Regions from separate parts of the Sus scrofa genome. Here all the other regions are linked to region 2. Evidence: chromatin contacts called from public Hi-C and HiChIP or PLAC-seq data. All regions are on one chromosome and are shown on one strand. Each heading gives the region's core, a stretch centred on a gene start, on an enhancer-like site or on the middle of the called end of the contact. The rest is flanking DNA. Distances are from core to core; before and after follow the strand shown. Region 1 holds the start of MIER3 (mesoderm induction early response protein 3). Region 2 holds the start of PLK2 (serine/threonine-protein kinase PLK2). Region 3 holds the start of SETD9 (SET domain-containing protein 9). Region 4 holds the start of GPBP1 (vasculin).

Region 1 (2,965 bases), core at 306-2,805, 1.3 Mb after region 2:
AAAGGTTGAAAGTAACCCTCTCCCCTCCTATCCATAATCCAGTCTCCAGCCTCATCCTCTGTACGTGCCCTTGGAGGGGAGAATTGAAGGCGACCCCAGATTAAAATCCAGACCTTTCATGCTTGGACTCAAAGTATGGAAAGTTTTAGCTTCTAAAAAAATCCCAAAAATCTCAATTTGTGAGATTACAGCAAATAACCACATGCTTTTATTTAATATTAGGTACTGCAGCAATAGTTAGGAGAAGAGCTTTGATGTCTGAGATTATGTTCTTCTCCAAGTTTCTGTAGGGCCTGCCATACTTCTCTGATTGTGTTGGCATCTCACTTATCCAGGACCTTAGAGTAAAATTCTCTTTTCCACATTTTTTCTTTGTTTTCCATACATATTATTTCTGGTCTCCTGCCTCAAGACAAGCCATGTCCCAAGGCATGCAGACTTGATTTCTTGCAGGATTTGCCTCTGTGAGCTACCAACTAGTTGTTGGTGAATATTTTTGTGTAATTTGCTCAAAGTTATTAATTGTGAACATGGACCTGCCAGGAGTTACACTTAGGTCTCCCAGTGAAGATCAAATGGCCATACCGCATGCTTAGGATCAGGTACACCTCTTAAGCCTTGTCCTCCCTCCTCAACCCATCCAGTGCCCACAGGTCTCCTTTCCCATTTGACCCTAAGCAAATGTTTGACCTTTTTGGGAAGGAGGTGGGAGGTCGAGTTTTGGGACTCAGTTCAGAGCCTCTGATATACTACTATATTCCTGCCCTTCCATAGGTCTATCAAGTGTGTACCTCTGGGTCATCCCCTGGACTATTTGGTGATTAACAACCTCTAGCACTGTTCAAATTTTCTTTTCGCACGTGCACAGTTTATATTTTGTAAGCATCTCTTTGAATTGTGCCAAGTCTACTCATCATCACTTCCTTGCCCTGTTATCTTTTGTCTTATCTTCGGTACTGTCACGATCTTCCAGAGCCTGTTTGGTAAATGACTACTTCCACCACGTACTCCATGGGCTGATCAGCATCACCCACTCCTGCAGGTCTCTTAGGCGAAACTGAAAAATGCCTGGTAGCTGTCCTCCCATCCTGGATTGACCCTGCCGTCCATCAGTCTCCTCTCCCATTTCTCGGGGCTTCCTCTCAGCCATCAATATACTCCGTCGACCACCTCCTCTCTTCTAACTTACGAAAGTCTGTAGAGTTGTCCCTCCAAGTCTGTCGCTCACTTCCCCCACGTCCTCCCGGACCGGAGTATCGGTCGGTTGTTCCGTAGCCGCCACGGACGGCTCTTGGGCCTGGATTTGCTGGACCTGGTCTGTCCCGCGCTCGTGTTTCCATCCGTCCCCGTCCGCCTACAATTTGGCAGGAACTTTACTACAGCCAAGAAGGGAAAGGCGGGTGAAAGCGGGTGCGGGTCGACCGGTCCGCAGTGGGCGCGGGGAGCGGCGAGGGGCGCCGGGAGGGGTGTGCTGACGAGCGGGCCGGGGGTGTCGCGGGCCGCCCTGCCCTATAAGGGGCCGAGCCGCCTCCGCCGCCGGGCGGGTGCCGGGCGGACCGCGGCGGCGGCGGCGGCTGCGATTGGCTCAGGCGCCCCATCCGGGGACTGGGCTCGGCGCTGCTCGTTCGCCCTAAAGGTACCAATATGGCGGAGGTGAGCAGGAAAACCGGGCAGGAGCGGCCGGGCTGGAGCGGGCGCCCGGCGGCCTCTCGTGGTCCCCGAGCCGGCTTTGGGGGATCCGGGGCCCTTCTCACGGCCCCACGGGGGGCGGCGCGGCGGCGCGGGGCTGCAGGGCGGCGACGGGCGGCGGCGGGGCCGGCCGGGGGGCGGGAGCGGGCGCGGGAGCGGTCTCCCTCCGGGACTAGGCCGCGGCGGCTTCGGCCCCTACCCGGCCGGGCGACGGGGCCGGCCGGGGGGCGGCGGCCCGCGGCAGCGAGCCTTTGCCCAGGGACGGCGCCGTGCCTTGCCCTCGGGCAGCTGACGCGGGCCGCCGAAGCCTCCGCGCCGCCTCCCGGGGCCGGGGTGGGTGGAAACCGGCCGAGCCCCCCCACCTCCGCGGCCGGATTGCAAAACGGGGAGCGGGCTGCGCCACTGCCCTGCGGGAGGAGTGTTCTCTGTCCCCAGCCCACCGGGTCCAGGCTGCGGCGCGGCGAAGCCTCACGCTCCACTTTGCTCCGGGCTCGGAGGCGAGCGGGATGCGCGGCCGCTGGGCTTCGCGGGAGGCGAGCGGGACTCTCCGCCCCGCAGCCCGGGAGGTGCGGGAGCTCCTGGGGCTAAACGGGGAGGACCGAGACCCTCGACGCTCTCTCTCACGGGCTCTCTCCACTGGGCTGAAGAAGGGAGGCAAGGCGAGCGAAGATACCCTGGCTGTGTCCCCAGGGACTAGTGAGCTAGGGGGACGGGGTGGCGCTACAGAAGCCCCTCGACTGGAGCTGCTGGGGCGAGGTGCTCGCTGGAGGGCCAGGGGAGCGACTGAACACGCTGGAAGAAACCAGCATCTCTAGGACTGCGAGTCCTCATCTCTGGACGCGGGAGAGAGGATGGGGGGCTTGCGCTTTGGTTTGGGGGCAAGTGTCCGGTTGCGAGCTGGCCTACGCTTCAGAGCAGAGGACAGCCCCGGAGTTGGGGCTTCCGGGCCCCAGGGGGTGGACTAGGTGTTCGGAGGGCGAGTCCCCTTCCTGGAAAGGGTATTGGGTTTCGAGGTGTTGTTTCGGGCCCTGGAGAGCCGGGTGGGATTTGGGGGAATCCTGAGATGCCAGGGTATGGGGCACTGATGCTGCGAGCCGACTGCTCTGGGTTCTGCTTCTCTGCTTTGTAACTTGCTGAGCTCCAAGGGGCGGCTTGGAGTTGCCTGTTATATTCCGGGCTTCGTCCCGGGTCTGCAAGTTTGTACACTAGGGACTTGGGGAGGAAGGCGAGGCAGCCAAGAGGGGCCCGAAAGGGGCCGGGAGCGATCCGAGCGAAG
Region 2 (2,793 bases), core at 156-2,655:
TTAGTATCAAAAGACTGTTTACCATATTTTAAATTAAAAAGTCTATTGCTAATTAACATAAATTGGATGATCTACTAAATACATATATAGAAAGAATACTTAAATTTTCTAAACCCCGGATTCCTCATCTATAAAATGGGAATAACATTTCCTACTTAGAACTGATGAAGAATTTAAAGAAGGAGGGATTTAAAAATACTAAAACATGAGGACGTGCACAGTAAGGGCATTATTGTTATTAGAGCAAGAAAGAAAATAGTGTTCTTCCTTAGCAAATCTGAATCGTAAAATCTGGAATAGGATGCTAAACCATGTTTTGGCTCACTGGGCTATTCTCCCTCACGCTACCAATCCGCTACCAAACCTCTCCTCTTGGAAGGCTTAGGACTGACTCCCAGCACAGGAGCAGCCACGTGGCTCAATGCGCCATTTAAACGACGCATTCTGCATAACCCCTTCTGAATAACAATTGATAGACGATTTCCACTGTAAAACCATTAATTAGCACTAGGAGCGCTTTTATTACCACTTACTGTCAAAGAAAGCCCATATAGTCGTTAACCGCTGCCCACTCGGACCGCTAGCTGAGCTTCTAGAATATTCCAGGAGATGGCGCCTTTGCCTCTCAGTCTTTTGACAGCCTGAAGGCGAAACCTTCCGAAGGCACCGGCCTCCTCCAAGGTTAAGGGTCTGACCTCCGACAAAGACCTGCTCCAGGGTGATGGACAGAGGCCATACGGGCCTAAGTGGGACTGATTCGGCAATGGTTTGCCACATTCGGAAGCGGCGCGGAGCTCGGGACACTCTGCTCCGACAACCCCTGCTTTTCACTGGTGCGCCCCCGCCAAAGGTCCACTCTGGGTGAGACTGGCGGGGTAAAAGCGCGGGTGCAGCGGTAGCCCCAAGCCCTCCAGACGGCTAGGGGAGGCCTCACGTGCCTGTGCAGTGGACCCCGGGTACACTCACACCTTGACACCGGAGGCGCCAGGTGGTGGGGCTGTCAGGAAGGGCTGTGAAGGGGAGGGAATCTGCGATGACCTGAGCTCTGGCCGCTGGGCGGTGGAGGCAGGGCCCGGCGTCGGCCCTGGGGTTTCTACTTCAAACCCAGAAGCCAGAGCATTCCAAGAATGGGGTGGTGGTCCCAGGGACAGCCGCACGCCTGCGTCCACCACCACCACCACCACGTCACGGGAAGCTCTCCAAGCAGCCGGAGCCAGTGCCTGAGCGAACGCGTTCGCACGTCACCAGAGAACTGGAAGCCAGCGATCCGTCGCGACCTCTGGCTCGGACCAGCCCGCTGTGGCGGCCGGTGGGCGGGGCGTTGTCCGTGACGTCGCATCCCGTTTCGATTCTCCACCCCCTTCTCGGCCAGTATATAAGACTTTACCGGGCGTTCGCACTCTCACAAGTGTACCAGGGCGACGGGCGCGGGAGGTTGGAAGCGGCGGGGATTCGAGGGCAGAGGCCGGCTCGGTCGTGTGTCCGCGCCTCGGAGGTAGCAGCAGGCAGGGCAGAGCGACGAGGCGACCATGGAGCTCTTGCGGACTATCACCTACCAGCCGGCCGCCAGCACCAAGATGTGCGAGCAGGCTCTGGGCAAGGCTTGCGGCGGGGACTCGAAGAAGAAGCGGCCGCAGCCGCCCCCCGAGGAGCCGCAGCAGCCGCAGCCCCAGGCTCAAGTGCAGCCGGTGGCTCCGCACCACCATCACCACCACTCGCACTCGGGGGCGGAGATCTCTCGGATTATCGTCGATCCCACGACGGGGAAGCGCTACTGCCGCGGCAAAGTGCTGGGAAAGGTGACTTGCGGCGGGCGCCCGGCTGCCAGGCGGGAGGGAGGTCTGCCCCGGCGTCCTCGAGCAGGGCCGGACCCTGAGTCCCCGTGTCCGTCGCTTCTCGGTTACTGGGGGATCCAATCCCGGCGCGACGTGGGCTGCTCACCTGCCCAACTCTGGCTTTTGTGCGCCTGCAGCGCCGGGATCGGCTTCACATCCTTGGCCATGGCTCTGTCTGCCTCACGCAGCCTAAAGACGTTGATCTTGAAGCCAGAAGCGAGGGCTTTCTGCACCAGACCTAGAGAATTTTCTCTCTACCTGGCCCCCAGAGAATTTTCTTGACAAGTCTCCTCATACCTTTTTTCTCCTCTCCCCAGCCCCCACCCCCCACCCTCCCCACCGCCCGAAAGCACCTCTTTGTCAAGGGAAAAAAGGCAGTTTTAACTTACTGTTTTCAGGGATGCTTTTCCCTAACTGAAGGAGCTTTAAAAAAAAAAATAATAAAGTAGACTGCATCCCTCTGTCACCCTTTCTCTCCCATAATTTTGTGGGGTTTTTTTTCATTTATATGTTAAAAATATGTATTTGCCGTCCATGTTCCTGCCATACTCAGTTCCATCTCTGCTTTGTTTCCTTTCAGGGTGGCTTTGCAAAATGTTACGAGATGACAGATTTGACAAACAACAAAGTCTACGCTGCAAAAATTATTCCTCACAGCAGAGTAGCTAAACCTCATCAAAGGGAAAAGGTGTGTATGACTGTTGAGTAAAGTATTTTCTTTGTGTGCAGGGACAGCCCTTCCCTGTTAGGAAGATGTCTTCTGCATGTGTAAGCAACTGGGCTGAGGGAGGCTAATGAGACTGATATTGCTTTTTCTTTAGATCGACAAAGAAATAGAGCTTCACAGAATTCTCCATCATAAGCATGTAGTGCAGTTTTATCACTACTTTGAAGACAAAGAAAACATTTATATTCTCTTGGAATATTGCAGTAGAAGGGTAAGTGTTAACTCCTATTT
Region 3 (2,945 bases), core at 71-2,570, 1.3 Mb after region 2:
CGGCCCGGCATGGTTGTCCCGTGGCGGCGTGATGGGGACTGCAGGGGAGTGAGTCGCGGTCTCGGGCCCTCCCCGCTCCGAGGAGGAGCGGAGGCCGCCCCGTCCCGCCCCTTCCCGGTCTCCGCCCTCAGTCCCAGGCTCGGTGGCCCGGGTACCTCTGGCTCCTGTCGCCTGTGTCTCGGTGCCTCCGCGTTACTGACCCAGCTTGCTGAAACAGGTGCGTAGAGCCGTGGGAGAGCCCCTTGTTCCCTTTTAATTTCTCCATTCGTTCGTGTGTATTTACAGTCACGCGCACTTTTAGAAGTTTAGACAACGCTTATTTCCAGTGGAGATAAACTGCCAGAATAACTCAACCATCTTCACATCAGCAGGTGTTTATTGGGACATAAATGTGTTGATGCGTTTTCCTCAGGCTGGAAATCTGCTTTCCTGTTTTTTAAGAGTGAGCGTAGATCCTAGCCTAAAGTCTAAATTGAACAAGTCAGATCTAGTGACTATTTAGGCAAGTTCAAGTAGCCTTAGGACTAATCTATTTCAAAAAGTAATAAAAAGAGAAAATATATCTCCGAGTTTCACTCTAGATAGAGGCAAGTTTGCAAACTCTAGAGGCTCTGCAGTCAGGTGCCGTGTTTGCTAGATTGGCATCCTCCAGATTTACCTGATTTGCTAAATGGGAGCAATTCACCTCCTGGGTGTGAACGAATGGCATTCATAGAGTAACATTAAGATCTCCAAACTTATAAGGAATCAAAAATAAGCATTTGACTCCTTACCTGTAGTATTATGCTTATCTTCAAAAATAAAAAAGCAGTTTTGTGTGTATTTCCAGTGCTTTTTTTTTTAATCTTTAATTTTTATCATATGGTTTAATCATCTATAATGTATATCCAATATAAAGGACCAGTCTGCCCAGATCTTACTTATTTGCTTATTTATTTACCTTTTGAGGTATAATTGACATATAACATATTAGCTTCAAGTGTGTAACATAATGTCATATTTGTATATATTGCAAAATAATCACAAGTCTAGTTAGTGTCTGTCACCGTACCTAGAGTATTTTTTTCTTGTCATGAGAAGTTTTAAGATGTACTCTCAATGACTTTCAAACGTGCAATAGAGTATTATTAACTGAAGTCACCATGCTGTACATTACATTCCCATGACTATTTTATAAAAGAAATTTGTACCTTTTGACTTTCACCCCTTTCATCCTCCCCCAACCATTAATCTCTTCTTTGTTTCTGTGAGTTTTCTTTCTTTTTTTGTTCTACTTCTGTTTTTTTTCCTTTGATTCCACATCTAAGTGAGATAATGCGCTATTTGTTTGCCTCTGATTTATTTCACTTAATAATGCCTTCAGGGTCCATCCTTGTTGCAAACAACAAGATTTCATTTTTAATGGCTGTGTGTGTGTACACGGGTACCACATCTTTATATATTCACCTGTTGGTGGTCACTTGAGTTGTTTCCATGTCTTGACTATTGTAAGTAATGCTGTAAGGAACATGAGGGTGCAGATGTCTTTTTGAGATTGATTTGGTTTCCTTTGGATACATACCCAGAATTGGAATTGCTGGGCCACATTGTAGTTCTATTTTTAATTTTTGAGGAATCTCCATACTATTTTCCATAATGATTTCACCAATTTACATTCCCACCAACAGTGCACAAAGGTTCCCTTTTCTCCACATCGTCCCTATCACTTGTTATTTATTGACTTTTTGATAATAGGCTTTATGACAGGTGTGAGATGATATCTCATTGCGGTTTTAATTTGTATTTCCATGATGATTAGTAATATTGAACATCTTTGCATGCACCTGTTGGCTGTTTGGATGTCTTCACTGGAAAATGTCTATTCAGATCTGTTCTTTTTAAAAATTGAATTTTTTTTTTTTTTTTTTTTTTTTTGCTTTTTAGGGCCACATCCATAGCATATGGAGGTTCTCAGGCTAGGGGTCCAATGGGAGCTATAGCTGCTACCCATGCCACAGCCACAGTCACGTGGGATCCCAGCCACATCTGCGACCTGCACCACAGGTCACAGGAACACTGGATCCTTAACCCACTGAATGAGCCCAGGGATCAAACCCGCATCCTCATAGATACTAGTCAGATTTGTTTCTGCTTTGCCACAATGCAATTTTTTTTTTTTTTTTGCTATTGATTTGTGTAGGTTCTTTATGTATTTTGGACATTAATCCCTTATCAGATTTATAATTTGCTTATCTTTTCTCCCATTCAGTAATTGCCTTTTCATTTTGTTGATGGTTTCCTTTGCAGTGCAGAAGCTCTTTAGTTTGATGTCAGCTAATTTATTTTTGCTTTTGTTGGCTTTTCTTTTGGTGTCAGGTCTGAAAATTCAAAGGCAAGAATGATGTTAAGGAGCTTAACTGCCTGTGTTTTCTTCTAGGAGTTTTATGGTTTCAGGTCATACATTAAAGTCTTTAATCCATTTTGAGATAATTTTTGTGTATGCTGAAAGATAGTGGTCCAATTTCATTCTTTTGCATGTGGCAGTACAATCTTCCCTACGTCACTTATTGAAGAGACTGTGCCTTCCCCATTGTGTATTCTTCTCTCCTTTGTTGTAAATTTATTGGCCATATGTGCATGGGTTTATTTCTGGGCTCTCTGTTCTGTTCCATTGATCTGTGTGTCTGTTTTTAAGCCAATGCCATTTTGTTTTGATTACTGTAGCTTTGTAATATAGTTTGATATCAGGGATAATTTGTCTCCTGCTTTGCTATTCTTTCTCAATATTGCTTTGGCTATTTGGGATCTTTTGAGGTTCCATACACATTTTATGATTGCTTGTTCTATTTCTGTGAAAAATGCCCTTGGGATTCTGATAGGGATTGCACTGAATCTGTAGATTGCTTTAGGTGATATGGACAATTTAACAATATGAATTCTTTGAATCCATGAGCATGAAATAGCTT
Region 4 (2,985 bases), core at 444-2,943, 1.1 Mb after region 2:
TTCCAAAATGGCCACTTGAAATATCCGGGGCCTTTTACACAAAAACCTAGAAGATGATCTTCATATCTGAGTAATTCAACCACCTGTAAAAGTTATAAAAAACAATTTAAATTACACACTGAGTTTTAAATCTGAGCTAAAAATTAAACCCCATCCTAAACAGTCAACCTCTGGAAAGAAATGCACTTGTACACCAAGCAAGCACCCAAAAAGTCTACTGTACGAAAAGGACTTCAGAATATGGGGGGGCGGGGAGGTGGGAAACGATATTATGGAGGGTAAGAGCTGATTTCAACCCGGAAGGGAATGCGGATACAATATAGGGAGATTATATAAGCGAATCTTCTTATACTTGAGTAAATATTATAAACTGAAACGGGCACACAATCTTATAAAAGACTCTCTGTATTTCTATTAAATCTACCAAAGGAAAACGAATAGAAAGGTGCAAAGCTACCGAGCATTAAGAAATGCAACTTAGCAAATGAGGGATATAAAGAGAAAGACGCTCCCTCCAAATCAGAATGTCTAAAAGAGGAGGCACATTTTCCCCACTCTAAGTAGAAAGGTAAGTGGCTGAGAAGTGGGGAAAGAACATTCCTTAAATTCGCCCGGGGGAGAGACTTACCCAGGCTTCTAAGGGCAGCAGCGAGATCTGAGGGTTCCCATTCCCTTGAATTAAGAAAACAGGTTTCTCCCAACACTGAAGAGGTGAAGGTACCGAGCCCTTCTCGTAAGCCACATTGAGAGGTTCTCCCCACGAACAGACTAGGTCCCCTCAGACCCCACAGGACTCCGAGGGGCAAGGGAGCGCTCGACTCGGTCCACAGCTAGTGCCACGGACCCGGAGAGGCGGGCAGAGCGGGCGCGCCGAGAAAACACCGAAGGCCACAACTCGGCCTCGACTCCCTCAGCCCTCCGAGAGCGGCAGCGGTGCAAAAGCAGGCGGGCGCATGCGAGAGGCCGGAGGAAGACCGAGCGAGGAAGGCGTCGGACCGGTTCCCAGCCTCCGCCAAACAACACCCCCCCCCCTTGAGCAGCCAAGGCTAAGCCACCCACCCCCTCCCCACAACCGCCACCTCCGCTCCACCCGGGCCGAGTCAATACCTAGAGGGGCCTCCCAGCACCGTCCTTCCCTCTCTCTCCTTGCTCTCCCGCCACCCCCCGCCCCCGCCCGTGGGCAGCCTCACACCTCGCGCCGCCAACGCCGCTCCCGACCCCTCAAACCTCAACGCCGACACAGACACCCCCTCCTCCCCAGACCCCGGCGCGGACCACAGAAGACGGTGTTACCTTCTGCCACACCAGAGGTGCCCCTGGCCTGGGGGTGCCGCTGCGCTCGATCCCGGGAGGAGGTTTTCGGTACTTTGAATAATCCCCTTTTGCCGCTTTTCCCTCCCCCACAACCAGTCTCAGTCCCAAAATGGCGCCGACCCGATCCGCAATGTTCTGGGCCAAGTCTCGCGAGATCGTGGAAGGTGGCGAGGCGGGGAAGGAACCGGAGGGGCTGAGGAGAAGGGAGGGGAAAGGCGGGGCGAGGAGAAGGAGGAGGGAAATAGGGTATGGAAGAAGCGGTGCTAACGAACCTACTGGGCGGGGCAGCAGGAGGAGCGCCTCTACCAGAGAACCTTCTGGCCCAAGCAACCGCTCACGCCCCGGCCAAAGAAGCTCCGCCCTCTACGTCGAGCGGCTGAGGGAGGGTGCAGAGGGCGTGGTTATGGCTAGGGGCGGGGCTTCACGGAGGTCCCGGAGGCAGGGGCGCGCGGGGGGCGGTGGCTCCGCACGGTGACGTCAGGAGCAGCTGGAGTCGGGGATTACCCCCTGCTGCTGACGTGAAGACTATGAACAATCGGGAACGTTCGGTGGAAGGGGGAATTCCCCGTTGCTCCCAAAGGAGCCCCTCCTTCCGCCCTTCCCCCGGTCCTGGGCGTCCCGGGAGCTTAAGACCTTGGGCCGCCGGGAAGGCGAAAGGGAAAGGCTGCTTCGGGAGGCGGCTGCACGGGCTCGAGTAGAGCGCGCCGCGGCGTTCTTCCGGGCTCCACGCTCGGAGGAGCGGCTGAGCGAGACGCGTCGGGTACCGAGCTGGGGCCTGGCGGATGGGGAGATCACATGCTCGCTTGTACACAGCCCTGCGCAGGCGGGCACCGGCTGGGTTGGCGCTGGTCTGTTCCGGCGCCCTCAAGCAGCCGATCCACTATCGAATGCAAATACGAGAGTGTGTCGGACATAATATATATGCGGGAGGTCGGTGACGAGACTCTCTCGTTGGGGCTAAGCCCAGATTCTCAAAGGATTAAAAATGGCTACGGGATGTAATCATGCTAACGTATGTTTTTCTATTAAATCTGCAATAGGGGAGAATTATTTTAGCAAGGTCTCGGTCCCATACAGCTTACACGATTTTGTGCTATGAAGTTTGTGGGCGTCAACGTTTTATGATTGCGATACCTTTTCGCCTTGTAACTGAAAGCTCATTTTGAAACCTGTGAAATTAGCCTTCCAAGAGGAAGTTTAGGAGTATGTGGGGGGAGGGTGTCTTGAGGGAAAATCCAGAAAATAAAAAATGCTTGGCTCTTCGCCCTCTTCCAAACCACAAAGGCTTCATACACGGAAACTTTATGATTCTTTTATATTCATTATGGGGTTTGTAGTTCAATGGACTGCCTCTAAAAGCTCCCTGAAAGAATGTGTGAATACAAACTCACCAAAAATTACACTTCTCAATCTTTTCGTCTTTGCGAAGGACATGGACCCTTGGCAATCAATAATATCTCGCTGTGTGCAAAGAAATGAGAACACTTGCTGGATGCCTTGTCTGTGCCAAGCACTTTCTTATATCAGTCTCTGAAGTGAGTGTTATTTTCCCCATTTTGCAGATGAGGAATCTGGTTCAGGTTACACAACATAGAAGTGGGAGCCACAACTAGGCTGTGCCAGACTTGAACTTCAGTCCGTTTGGGTCTTAATTTACGTTCTTTCCACCGT

The links. A called contact is a pair of places that touch in the nucleus more often than the background predicts. HiChIP or PLAC-seq counts read pairs in DNA pulled down with a chosen protein or histone mark.
Region 1: a contact with region 2 is called in a Hi-C map of heart right ventricle, with 3 times the contacts expected there. The contact joins the promoter of MIER3 here to the promoter of PLK2 in region 2. A contact is called at or near these places in 1 of 5 promoter capture datasets (liver) and 1 of 47 Hi-C or Micro-C datasets (heart right ventricle).
Region 3: a contact with region 2 is called in an H3K27ac HiChIP or PLAC-seq map of alveolar macrophages. The contact joins the promoter of SETD9 here to the promoter of PLK2 in region 2. A contact is called at or near these places in 1 of 5 promoter capture datasets (fetal skeletal muscle), 1 of 47 Hi-C or Micro-C datasets (heart right ventricle) and 1 of 2 datasets of contacts at active chromatin or transcription factors (alveolar macrophages).
Region 4: an H3K27ac HiChIP or PLAC-seq map of alveolar macrophages shows a contact between it and region 2. The contact joins the promoter of GPBP1 here to the promoter of PLK2 in region 2. A contact is called at or near these places in 1 of 47 Hi-C or Micro-C datasets (heart right ventricle) and 2 of 2 datasets of contacts at active chromatin or transcription factors (alveolar macrophages and skeletal muscle).

The regions. Positions count from the first base shown.
Region 1 is chr16:36,024,014-36,026,978 of Sscrofa11.1, reverse strand. It overlaps MIER3 (mesoderm induction early response protein 3), which reads left to right and starts at 1,555. Exons shown (of 13, transcript XM_003359776.4): 1 at 1,555-1,653. The coding sequence starts at 1,645.
Region 2 is chr16:37,303,726-37,306,518 of Sscrofa11.1, reverse strand. It overlaps PLK2 (serine/threonine-protein kinase PLK2), which reads left to right and starts at 1,405. Exons shown (of 14, transcript XM_003133981.5): 1 at 1,405-1,799; 2 at 2,416-2,523; 3 at 2,657-2,773. The coding sequence starts at 1,530.
Region 3 is chr16:35,977,335-35,980,279 of Sscrofa11.1, reverse strand. SETD9 (SET domain-containing protein 9) reads right to left here and starts at 1,320. Exons shown (of 6, transcript XM_003133974.4): 1 at 1-1,320. The coding sequence starts at 11.
Region 4 is chr16:36,215,943-36,218,927 of Sscrofa11.1, reverse strand. GPBP1 (vasculin) reads right to left here and starts at 1,693. Exons shown (of 13, transcript XM_005672465.3): 1 at 1,294-1,693; 2 at 1-83.